Linked DNA regions of Drosophila melanogaster: region 2 is linked to region 1. The links are chromatin contacts, called in public Hi-C maps. All regions are on one chromosome and are shown on one strand. Each heading gives the region's core, a stretch centred on a gene start, on an enhancer-like site or on the middle of the called end of the contact. The rest is flanking DNA. Distances are from core to core; before and after follow the strand shown.

What was found. A called contact is a pair of places that touch in the nucleus more often than the background predicts.
Region 2: a contact with region 1 is called in a Hi-C map of the Kc167 cell line, with 2.0 times the contacts expected there. The contact joins the promoter of CG32809 here to the promoter of Tsp2A in region 1. A contact is called at or near these places in 21 of 107 Hi-C or Micro-C datasets (the Clone 8 cell line, the D17-c3 cell line, the Kc167 cell line and 7 more).

Annotation. Positions count from the first base shown.
Region 1 is chrX:1,344,088-1,350,412 of dm6, reverse strand. Tsp2A (Tetraspanin 2A) reads right to left here and starts at 3,860. Exons shown (of 2, transcript NM_080298.4): 1 at 3,734-3,860; 2 at 2,270-3,144. The coding sequence starts at 3,133. The coding sequence ends at 2,399. MTPAP (mitochondrial poly(A) polymerase) reads left to right here and starts at 1,056. Exons shown (of 3, transcript NM_130548.3): 1 at 1,056-1,269; 2 at 1,336-2,191; 3 at 4,293-5,541. The coding sequence starts at 1,167. The coding sequence ends at 5,172. It overlaps Naa30A (N(alpha)-acetyltransferase 30 A), which reads right to left. Exons shown (of 3, transcript NM_166878.3): 3 at 5,643-6,325. CG12773 reads left to right here. Exons shown (of 7, transcript NM_001297844.1): 7 at 1-790.
Region 2 is chrX:1,687,782-1,694,144 of dm6, reverse strand. It overlaps CG32809, which reads left to right and starts at 1,377. Exons shown (of 15, transcript NM_001272211.3): 1 at 1,377-1,706; 2 at 2,788-2,938; 3 at 3,015-3,065; 4 at 3,133-3,272; 5 at 3,337-3,945. The coding sequence starts at 2,833. It overlaps a6 (a6,), which reads left to right. Exons shown (of 2, transcript NM_057961.5): 2 at 1-530. b6 reads right to left here. Exons shown (of 5, transcript NM_058017.5): 2 at 5,571-5,664; 3 at 5,376-5,496; 4 at 5,022-5,243; 5 at 3,958-4,965. The coding sequence ends at 4,267. It also overlaps the pseudogene CR14798.

The sequences.
Region 1 (6,325 bases), core at 2,611-5,110:
GTTTACCACCGTGTCCATCCCCGTGTCCACGCCTCGCCCACACGCACACACCCAACTTCAGAGGACACTCACACAACAACTCAGAGCACTTTCTAATTATTAATTCTAATGTATTAATTCTTAAGCTTCGCATTCTTTCGATGTGTTCCTTGCTCTCGTAGTTCTTCAACGATTACTCCTTAGTTGAGAGCGAATAAGTTGTTGCTAAATGGATATGTTTCCAGTGTTCCGCACACAAAACAGAACGCATTTCGAGGAGACATATGTGATACTGAGATAATAAGTGAAACCAAAACCAGAAATCAAACTCGATGATTTGGCGCCTTGCATTTAAGACGACAACACACACAGCACACAGAGCACAATGAAATTGTTACAGAACACAAGAATGAGCCACATAACACAAACAACACCTAAGCTAAGCTATAATCCTGTATTACCATGTCGGTGGACAATAACAGTCCTAATTGATAATATATATAAACCTGTACCCGCGTACACTCACTCGGCATACGATATCAGCAATAACCGCACTCTATATACACCCAATATATGTATATATATCACTCGCATATATCCGATATATACACCTCACGTTGATTGACTAATGTAACCGATCCAGGAGTGTTAGGAAGATGACTAACTAACGTATATTTAAAAAATATACCCAATCGTGTCCCTTTTGTACGTGTTTAGTCTAATTAAACCTAGTTTTACGAAGCCCGTTCATCCCACGGCAAAACCCGCATGTAATAATAACAATAATAACACAATAACTGGGACGTGAAATAAAAAGTTTATGAAATTACAAACTTTTGAGTTTGGCGCCACCTAGAGTAATCGATAGATTTTCAGGGATGCATAAGCTTCTTTTGGAAGATTGGCATTGCAAAAACCTCTGCACTAATGGTGATTGCCTAAATGAAAGTGGAGCTATAATGTGCTTAGGATGGCAAAATGATATGTTTTGTTATCATCTAACTCTTAAGAATGCTAAAATAAGCCACGGTTTTGGGACCAGGGCTGCACACCCAGCGAACGCGACCGATAACCAACTCGACCTAACCTCAAAAATACAGCCCAACAATATTCGGTTAAATTCCAGATCCGAAATCACCCACACCAAGTGGGCCTAGGACTTGACCTGCCCACACCCCAAGCCCGCCATGAACAGCTTAGTGCGACGCAGCGCCCAGCAGCTGAGCCTCTGGCGTACATATTGCATAAAGCACAATGCTTCAGAGGCGGCTTCTCCCGGACGGAACGCAGGTGAGCCGATTCTGGCCGAGATCTGTTCTGTTTAATATTACTACCACTGTCCATGTTCGCCAACAGGCAGGCCCAACTACGAGGAGTTCATTGGCCGTCATCAGCGACAGGCCCAGTGCAGCATTGTGGTCCAGGTGAGCTCCGAAAAGTCGTATGAGGAGTTGTATAACTACTGCAGCAGCTTCGGCTCGATCATGGGTGCCCACCACTACTGCGTGCGGCAGGACGAGACCCTGCACTACATCCTGCTGGAGTACGCCACGTCGGACGAGGCGGCGGCTGCCATCGGAGCGGGCGTTACCAATGGCGAGCTGAGCGGCGTGCCCGTGCGATCTCCCTTTCTGTGGTTCCGGGCAGCGGGAGGAGGCAGACGGAGCCCCAAGCTAGTTGCCAATACAGCGCCCGCACTGCTATCCTTGGACGGCACCCGGCAGGTGGATCAGCGCCACCTACTGGGGCTCTTACGTGGTGCAGCGGACATCGAAGAGCAGGTGCAGCAGCTGTACGAGCACACGCGCCTGAATGAGCTGGGAATCCGTATGCGCTTTCTAGCCGCCCTACAGGTGCAGCAGGCCATTGCCGGCATGTTTCCCGCCGCCCAGGCACAGCCCTTTGGCTCGTCGGTCAACGGATTTGGGCGAATGGGCTGCGACCTGGACCTCATCCTGCGCTTTGACAGCGATATGGGAGCTAAGATCCCACTGGAGGCGGCGGTGCCCTCGCGACTCGTGTACCACACCAAGGAGAACCTGAGCAACGGACGCTCGCAGACGCAAAGGCACATGGAATGTTTTGGAGATATGCTGCATCTGTTCCTGCCCGGCGTGTGCCATGTGAGACGTATTTTGCAGGCGAGGGTGCCCATCATCAAGTACCACCATGAGCATCTGGACCTGGAGGTGGACCTCTCCATGAGTAACCTGTAAGTGCTATGTGCTAAGTGCTGTGTGCCTGCTTATACCACCATTCGTCTGTCTGTTGGCAAGCAATCTGTGATTCCCGTCCGCTGAGACACCTTTCCTTGTGAGGGTCGCAATCTTTATTGTACTTATTGTTCGAACTGGGTATGAATTCTTAGATCTATCGAAGGGTCACTTGTCGCTACTAACTAAATTAACGAGGCTGGTCTTCAGCGGCGGTAGTTGCTGGCCTGTTCCTCCTCCTTTTTGACCGCCTGCACAAGCACAAAGCTCATCACCGCGCAGATGACGTTGAGCAGGCCGAGCGTCATGGCCAGAGCCACAATCCAGCCGGTTTTGCCCTCGAAGAACCAGGTCAGCTCGTCCACGCATCCGTTGAAGAAGGCGTTGCCGCTGACGGTGTCGCGGCAGGAGCTTGGCAGTGGCTGGCGCAGGTCGAGATAATCCCATGGCCCGGTGGCCCCGCAACAACCTATGTTCTCCTGAATCATGGTCAGCACGTAGTTCGAGTACGTATACTCCGATGTGGCCACAAAGCCGCGCAGCGATACATTCAGCAGCGGCTGCAGGCTCGAGTTGATAGTGCTGAACTGCAATAGGACCGCCGACCCGGCCACAATGGCGATGAACCCAAAGACCTGGGTGCCCACGAACACAAACAGAGCCAGGGTGTTCTCCATGAGCGCGCTCAGGCAGCCGAGGAAGCTGACGGCCATCATTACAATGCTGATGCCGATGAGCACGTACACGCCGATGTAGAAGGACTGTGCCTCCAGGATGCGCAGCCAGTCGTTGAAGCCGGGCTCAGCCCTCAACCAGACGGTTAGGGCGAACAGCGCTGTGGATATCATCCAGGCCACGATGTTGAAGCAAAATAGCGTGTATTTCACGCAGCCAATTTGCTTCTCCAGCTGCTCGTCGGAGGCTCCATAGCCGATGCCCATCGTTTCGGAAGCTGCAAGGCAAGAGAAGGATCATTAGGTGGATGATGACAAGTGCGTGATCTGAAAACCCAGGACAAAGGAGGCGCTACTTGATAGAAGCACTATTTAGACGGTGCATTGATCCTTGCTCATTTTCGAGGAGCTCCATTGAGTCACATACCAAAAGCTCGCCCTGGTCGCGCCTATTAATCACGATGTTGCTTGGCATTTATGGTTGATTCTCCCCGCCCTTTCCCGCCGTTCACTGTATCATCGTTGGCCTTATCGGAGCTGTGTTTAGCAAATAGCGTTATCAGCCACGCACTAGATGATTAATACGAGCAATTGCAACACCAAACTATTCAAGAGTATTGAAATGGGCCAGGTACTGGAGCTGCGGGCGTATCCCTGTGCACCTGAGTAACATCCTCCAAGCATCACTTAAAATCAACTTTTGTAAGACGTTTTGTGTAGATACGTTTATCCATTGGGAAACTGTCTTTTGGGTGTGGTACCCATACCGAAATTCAACACTTCTTCAATAGCACTTAAAAAAAATGGACCATCCATTTATCATTTCGTAGAAATGGGAATTTGTAGGCACTTTTTACTAGGATTCACCTTGCTTGGGTCGATTCTCGTGGGGTCGGAAGAAAAAAATAGCTAGCTCAGTGGCGGACTAGAAACAGATGTCCGTTGGGCTCGTTCGTTGAAATCGTTTTGACCAGACTTGCGGCTCGGCTGAGATACGCGGCGGTGACAACATCCAGGCTAGTGGGGCCGTACAGTCAGGCAGGGGAGGGAGAGCGGCCTTAGATAAGAAAGCTTCATCAGCTCGATAAGATAAGATAGCGGCAGGTGGCGATTGCCAAATGTCGTGTATATGTGTAAATGGTACGCTGCTCTCCCGCAGGTGAGCAGGTGAATCAGTTCTCTCCGCGGCACTGACTTCCCTGGCGTGCCGATGGCCATGATTCACATCCCATTCATCCGCCCCTGATAAGTACCCGCTGCACGCATATCCGGCCATTGGTGGGGGTCAGCGGGCTACACACCGCTGGTTGTCTCATTAAACGAGGCCACGCCCGTTTTTACCTTCCCGCCTTTGGGGCGATCAGTATTGCATGTTGGCATTAAATATGTTTTAAGAAGATGGTTTTAAACGCAATCCCTCTTCCAGCACTGGCTTTTATATGTCGGAACTGCTTTACATGTTCGGTGAAATGGATCCGCGCGTACGGCCGTTGACCTTTACCATTCGGCGCTGGGCGCAGACCTGCGGCCTCACGAATCCCTCGCCTGGTCGCTGGATCAGCAACTTCTCGCTCACCTGCCTGGTCATGTTCTTCCTGCAGCAGCTGCGCCAGCCCATCCTTCCCACAATTGGAGCGCTGGCCAAGGCGGCGGAGCCAGGGGACTCGCGGGTCACCGAGGACGGGATCAACTGCACCTTCACCCGGAATGTGGATCGTCTGGGCTTCAGGAGTCGAAACCAAAGCTCGCTGAGCGAGTTGTTGCTGCAGTTCTTCGAGTTCTACTCGCAGTTCGACTTCCACAACCGTGCGATATCTTTGAACGAGGGAAAGCCGCTGTCCAAGCCGGATCACTCGGCCATGTACATCGTAAACCCACTGGAGCAGTTGCTAAATGTGAGCAAAAATGTTAGCCTGGAGGAGTGTGAACGACTGCGCATCGAGGTGCGGAACGCGGCTTGGGTTCTGGAGTCGGAGGTGGAGAATGCCTCCGTTCCGGAGGGCGACGGCCAGGAGCTCTCCTGCGGCCTGTTGAACCTGTTTAAGCATCCCGAAAAGGCCGTCATCCGGCCGAACATGTTCTTCAAGCCGCGCATGGTCGAAGTGAGCGATCTCTTCGAACAGAAGGAGGCGGGAGCAACGTCCAGCTCAACTCCTCCCACACCAGCCATAACCTACAAGAGTGCCTCTGTGCGGCAGCAGGTGCAGAGCATCAAGGCTGCTACGCGCTCCGAACTAAAGCAGCTGCGCGGATCAGGCAGCTCAGTTCCGACGAGCAGTCCCAATAATCGACGGCGAAGCAGGTGATGTTTCCGAGACTGACACCGCCCATGTACATACATACTTAGGATAAGCCACAACTTCACATTCATGGTGAGTCCAGCTTAAGGTTAGGGCAGCCGCCGTTGGCTGAATTGAATGTTGTTCATACTTTAAAACCTCCTGCTAGTTAGGATAAGTCCATGATCGATCCGACTTTGAGTATTGAAACCGATTGTTGTTGACGAATGCGACCAAGTGTGGCAGGGCAGGGAAAGATCGGTGGGGCACGTCAAAAAGAGCCGAAGGAAGCAGTCATTATTTGACTTTGTGGATGAGTAGTTATCCGTAAGACATACTTTCCTAGTTCGAGTAGTTATAATTCTGTTTTTTATGATAATAAAACGAAAATACCGTACTGGCATATAGTTTCTCAATTGGAAAACACCACACAAACTTCCAAACAAGCTCGCTATTCCCCAAGTTGTGCTAAACTAAAGAACAGAAGGCAGGATTTTCGCATTTGTTGAAGATTTTATTGCGTTCTTTCAATGTTACTCGGGATCCACCACATCTTTATCCTTATCGCTACGTGTTACGTGTTTCTGGAGAGCACAGAGAGGTTACTTAAGACCAGATGGCGAGTTTTCTTAGCCGCGAGGACCACCGCCATCCACCCATTGAAGGTTTGTATACAAGTATGCATATGAGGCTGCATTTTTGTGTGTCTGTTCTCAGCTCTTGGTTCCAATTGCGTTTATTTTGATATACATGATCGAGTTTATCGTTCGACTTGCGCGATCATCGCTTTGATTGATCTTTTTACAAAATTTGATACTATGTTTATAGCTTTGTAAATGGGCGTCGATGAGCGTGTGCTGCGCTGCTGCTTCATGTTGTTGTCTATTCCCTAGATTGGTTTTTGTAGATTGTTTAATGTACATAACTAATTGCTTGCTTACGACTTTAATGCTTAATTTTATGCATGTAAATCACGTATTGCATACAAAATTGCCTCCTGTAAAATTAACCAAATTTCGGGTCCGTTGTGTGCTGCTCGTGCTGCTCCTGCATATGTAGCAGATGTTGCTCGTACTGCTGCTGCTACATAATAAAATAATTTACAAATGAAAGAGAGACAAGGGACGGTGTGAGTTGGGGAGAAAATAAACTGATGCTACGATGCTTCCTAGTTAAATAG
Region 2 (6,363 bases), core at 128-2,627, 350 kb before region 1:
TGGCTAGAAGTGCAAATATGAACGTAGGTTTAGCGACAACACATCACTATTTCCCAGTTATCCTTGAATCCAGGACTAGTCCTTGTCCGGTCGATTTTTGTATCCTTCCCCTTTCCCAAGCACCTTCTCTCCATCTCACTCAGTTGCCCATTAATCTCCCTGTCTCTGTCATTCTCATATTTTAAGCTTTAAATGAAACGAGACGACAACGTACAAATGAAAGTAGAAAAGCATCAACCCATATACATTGTTGAGCAAAAAACACAAATTTCAAAAGATTATAAGAGGGAGTAGAAAATTTGAAGCGAGTGAGAAAGGTGAGCCCAATATTTATAAAGTACAAGTAGCTAGCTTAAGATATACTATGTATATGTACATTTGATTTAGTGTATCATATATTACATGGCTGAATCACGTCGTGTAATCCGTCGCAGTCCGCCGTCTGTATTACATTAGCTGATCACCAAACCGGAATAAATTTTCATTGTATATATATATATATATACATGTACACCAGCTGTGAGAAAAGGAAACTATGCGTATGCCATCAAGGTTCGTTTCGACCAAGCGCTCCTTGAACCACGACTGATCTCTGGCCAGGATTTCGTGGGTGAACTCGTATCGCGCTAGGGCACTCTTAATATAGAGCGAGAGTTGCGGCAGGAGCAGATCCTCAGAGTGGCTGACAAAGTCATGGGATCCTTGGTCACGCGCTTCAGTCGCTGAGCATGCTAATGCCCGCAGTGGTGTTGCCGCAAAACTGTCGAATACAATCGTAAATGAAAATGAAATCGAGTTGCATCTTCTGTGGCCAAACTCACTCGAGTGTTGTCCACGTGCGGCTTGATCGCGCCAGAGTCAGCCAAGTCCAGGATGTGCACGAAGGGCATGACCTGCTCACCGAAGGAAACTCACGAGACGTGATCCAGCGTGGCCTGGTTTTGGGGAGTCCACTTTCGGCGTTCAACTTCGCGGTATCTGCCTGCGAAGTTTAAGAAGTTTAGCCAGAAATCCGATACTATATAGTCTCTATATATACCCACCCACGTCATCACAGTGGCTCAACTCGTACGGCAAGCGGCTGATGTGAGGCTCGATTTCCCGCATCAGTAGTTGCTCCTCCTTCGCAGTGATGAAGTCCCTGATGACCCGCATGTCCGATTCAAACTGGTGCTGCTCACAGCGAGGCCACTGGCCGGGAAACTCCACCAGGGCGTGGCTGCGGGCCCAGACATCCGCTGGAATCCTGGCTACTCCCGGATAAACAAGCCGGCGCAGGACAAGCATGTGTTTCGTCACCTGTTTTTAAAGGCCTTCCGCCCAGTAATCGATTGGAGCCATTCGATAGCCACATGCGCTCAACCGCCAAGAAAATTACTCGATTGCCCCGGCACCAGGTAAACACACACAACAGAGCAGCGTCGGAATGCAGGGATGCCAGGACCTCTGACGGCTGGATGCCAGGGAACTTCGCTGGTCCGGGAACACTCGATTGGTAACGCATGCGCCGTGCAAGCACGCAGTCCTCGTTCGGCTAGGGCGGAAACGCTTTCCGGTGTAGATATACCAGAAATATTTCTGCTCTTCTGGCGTTATGCTGCGTCGGTGGACGAGTGCCGTGTCCTGACTCCAGAAAGCTGTGTAGTGACGAGTGCAAAGCGAAGCGAATTGAATCGAATCTTTATCCTAAGGACACGGCTAAATCGGTGAGCTCCTCGAGCTATGAGCACCTAGACCCGTTAATTGTGAAACCTTCCTGAATCGGCAAGGCAAGTGCGGTTTGAGAAAATGCCAGAAACATCGCCGGTGAACCGCCCACACACCCCCAAAGGTGCATAGGTATACAAGGTACAGCTAGGACGAGATCCCCCATGAAAACCCAAAGGAATCCAGCCAACTGACCGCTGACGTGTGTGGAAAAGTCAACAGACACGAGCTCCCCTCCACCGTGTTTAATGTGCACTCGTGCCCTGGAAACTGGACGCAACTGACACAATTAATGGCGGCTGGGAAAAAACGGGCCGGGGCACCGCACCTAAAACTAATCAAAAATTCCTTTAGTGGCCCGCAATAATGCCGATGGGCAGTGAATGTGGGTGGCTGTGTACATATTCCCAGGCACTGGCACTGGCAAAGGCAAAGGCATACTAAAACCCGTGAAGTGCTGCACTGAAAAGTATACCATGTTTCGTGTGTACCCATCTCTGCGTCCGTTTCCTTTTGGTGCCCCTTCCTCGGATTTCTTGCTCGAGATAAACATGTACATGCAGCCAAAATAACTTGACATGCCTTGTTTAAAGCAACTTCCAACTCCAAAAACGTTTACATATGCAAAACAAATTCGAAAGTGATTCGTGTTCTCTCAGCAAATGGCATCTTAATGGCAACTGCGATGAACAATTGTATTCGGCCAACACTATTGTCTGTTCTGCCAGCCGCATTTCTGGGGTCCCGATCCAGATCCGCATGCAGTTCCAGATCCAGCTCCAGTCACGCCTTCCGCTCTGTCCTGCTTTCTTGCTCCATTCCGTGTTGCAGAGCAGAGTTTGCGCACTCCGTTGCATACTTTTTGCATTGAGCACTGGCACTGCCACTGCGAGGCTCCACTCCATTCCACCACACCCTGTTAAAGAATGTGCGAGGATACATGGTTTATCTACACCAAAGTTGCATGTTGTGTGTGTGCGGTTTAGCGTGTTGTTGCCGGTACCAAACGTAAACAAAGACCAAAAAAATAAGGACATTTTCACGTTACCCATACGCCCCGTTGTCTCTCATTTTCTGCAGCTGCAACATAGCCACTGAGCTCCGCACATCTCAAACGGCTGCAGGATGTTGATCCGTTGGAAGAGTAAGGACAAGAGCGCCTCCTCCAACCAGAGCGTCGGCGGCAGCAGCAGCTCCTCGTCGAAGAAGAAGCGCAAGGGTAGAGAGGGCGGTAAGTAATCGGAATCCATAAATCGGAAGGAAGCGAAATGAAATGAGCCTAACTCCAGCTCCCTCTCTTTCAGAAGAAGACTGGCAGAATGAGGCAAAGTCGGGACGGCTTCCGTCGAATGAACAGGGTATGTTAAGGACCAAAGACGTCCACGGATCTGTAGCCCCATCCTCAGTGTCTATGTGTTTCCCCAGGTGGCGACGAAAGACGACGAGCCATGCGACGCGACGATCCACGACGACATACGCTCGGCGGCGATATGCTGGTCTACGGCTCGCAGCATCCACACGCCCATCAGATGGCGCCCCAGCAACAGCGGGCCATGGATCTGGAGGTGAGCTCCATCTCCCATCTCAACTCGTTTCTACCATCAGTTTCTGATTCTTGTCCCTTCTTAGATGAGTACGCGCGCGCAGAAGAACAAAAAGAACCAGCCGATGCGCGGTTATGCGCCTGTTAACCAGGGACCGCTGTTCGACGACGATCCCGGCATCATGTCGGAGGTGGAAACGGCCAGCACCGGATTCCGGAGGGGCGGCAAGCAGCGCTCCTCGCTCCCCGTGGTACGCACGCCCTCGAAAACTCTGGAACGACCGCTGGGCCTGGTCTTTCTGCAGTACCGCTCGGAGACGAAGCGCGCCCTGCTGCCCAACGAGATCACTTCGATTGATACGGTGCGCGCCCTGTTCGTACGCTCGTTTCCGCGCCAGTTGACCATGTCATATCTGGAGGGGCCCAATGTGAAGATTTACATTCACGATGCCAGCAAGGATATGTTCTACGAGCTGGAGGACGTGCGCTCGCATCTGCGCGAGATCAGGGATCGCTCCGTGCTGCGTCTCTTTGAGTCCACTGAGGTGGCAGCCCCGCCCCAGATTCTGCCCGGCGGCCCTGGAATACCCCAACCCCTGCCGCAGGCGCAGGCCAATTGGGATCAGGATCAGAGCTACTTCAGCGAGCCGGAGTTCGACTCGGACTACAAGCACCAGCATATCCACAAATCAAAGGTAAGTGCTGCTAGATGGTATCAGTTAAATAGTCCTTTATTCAATATCACCGCGTAATTGCTAGGGTGAGGATGTAGGGCTTAGGGAAGCAGGATGGATTGGTGTCCATGAGCGAGTCAAGGATTGTTTGGTGGCCAAATGGGTGGCAACAGTAAAGCGTTGACTCCCACATGGACAATTGTGGCACAAGATGCCCAACCAATCGAATACTTATTCGTACATATATAGAAAAAAAAAAGATATGGAAATAATGGGGTGGGGCTGGGAAAGCTTAAGCTGGGGTCCTAGGACACTAGAATGTTATCCGAACTTTGGGAACAACTAGAAGTTACCACATGGACCCACACTGAGGCCCTTGAGGGCGTTGTTCATGTGCTCGCGCACATCCTTCCACGAAAACACGATGGCACCCTGGAAAGGCTCCGTGTGGCAGCTGCTACAGATGGCCATCACGGCCCTTACCTCCTCCTCGGCGGGCTCTCGGTCGTGCGTGCTGATCTCCTCCTCCAGGCTCATCTTGAGCGTAAGATCCTGCTTAAATTGCTGTCCGCCAAAGTCGGCGAGACCGTTGTAAATCAAGCTCCCATCCGTTCCGGAACCGACACCGTCGTCCACCACAGATCCATCGTCCAGCAGCACCAGGCCGCGCTTCTGAACCTTCTTAGTGGCGTCGGTGTTCCTCTTGAACTGGATGTGGGTCTCCGTTTCGTCGATGAACTGCACGTTGGCTGAGTTACTTAGCATTTGGAAGCGTTTGCCACCGCCACTAGGCTGCAATCCGCTCGGCGGCGAGAGGCCAAGGAGTTGCTGGGCCACCAGTCGCGATCCCGCGTTTATCTGTCCGTTCACAAAATTTGTGTTGATGGTGATGGCCTGCTGGGCGGAATCGGTCGGAGCTCCGGCCGCGCCAGGAGCGGGAGCACCACTTGCAGTCGGCGGCGGATTGGCCAAGTTGATGCGCACCCGGGTCGGGATCTGGCCACTGGCGAGCAGCGTGTGCATGGGTTGAGGACGATTAATCTGAATGGAGGTCTGGCGTGTTATATTGTCTCCGTGGGCACTGGTTACGAACTTACCGAGGGTGGGGCACGAGTGGTGCTGGAGACCTCCTGGCCCTCGTGATCAAAGTGGTGGACATGGTGGTGCTTGTGGTCGCGATGCGCCTTGCCTGCACTGAGCGCCACCCGATAGACCTGGACGAGCGTCATCTCGAAGTGGAGGCCGTGGCTCACCTCGCCGGTGACCGAACTGCCGCCGGAGCGCAGCTTGCCATTCGCTGGGATTTTATGTCCCACCAACTGAAGCAATTAAGAATTAAGTGGAGACGGAGATTTGAGATTATAGCAGCTGACATTCGCACGCCGAAAGTGAAAACGCGAACAAGGCATTTTGCAATATGCGTAATTGGAGTCAAATGGAGTCAAACTCACCGAGTTGTGGAAACCACGCCCAATGCGTTCTGCCTTCAGCCAGGCCTGCCACTCGCCCGTCTTGCCATTCCACGAGCTGCACATGTGATGCCACTGGCGCATTTTCAACGGGTAGTTCAATCTTGAGCAGAAAAACGATAAAGATTCGACGGATTGACGCCGGATTGATCGATGGATGGTTGCGTCTAGACTTACCTGTACATTTGCTGACCTTTTATGGCCATCGAAAGGAAACTGGAATTCTGCGCATTTGCGACCCAGATTTGCACCTCGCGTGGTTCCTTTCCAGCTGCAAGTGTGAATGTGGATGTGGATGCATAAGTGGATCAGATTGGCTTTGAGACTCGCTTTCATGCCAATAATGGTAACGGCGGCTCAGATTGCGAAACTGAGTGGAGCAGCGTTCCCAACTACTACCAACAACTCGATGGCTCAATGGCCAGAACGTTTCGCTAGGCAACTAGTCATCTCACGAGCCACGAGGAATCCCCCCATCGGTGATCAGATGCGATCAGGAAACCCGCCCAAGCGGTGAGCCAGGCGGTTGGTTATACAACCGGCATGCGGCAAATCCTGTTACGCTGGCAACATGTGATATGCATACATTTAAATATGAATCACCAAATCACCACCGGCTGTGAGTAAAGCACTTCCTATCCGGAAGCTTGGCTGCTGATCACTACTACTTGAGTTGACGCTCTGGAATTATGTCAAATGCTAAGGCCCGCCGCTTGAACTTCAGCTTCGGTTTAAGCGTGTTAGCTTCAGCATTGGCTTAAGCTGCTACCCACAGCTGAGAGTGCGACACCAACAATGCCGACGACATCCAACTGGAAACAGGTAAATTATCGCTTATGTAATGCGACCGCAGCGACAACAACGCAGACAACAACATCAACAGCATCAACAACAACAGCAACAGCATCAACAACAGCAGCGACGACGCCAAGAGCAGCGGTGGCATCGACGACCTGGGGCAGTTGAAAAT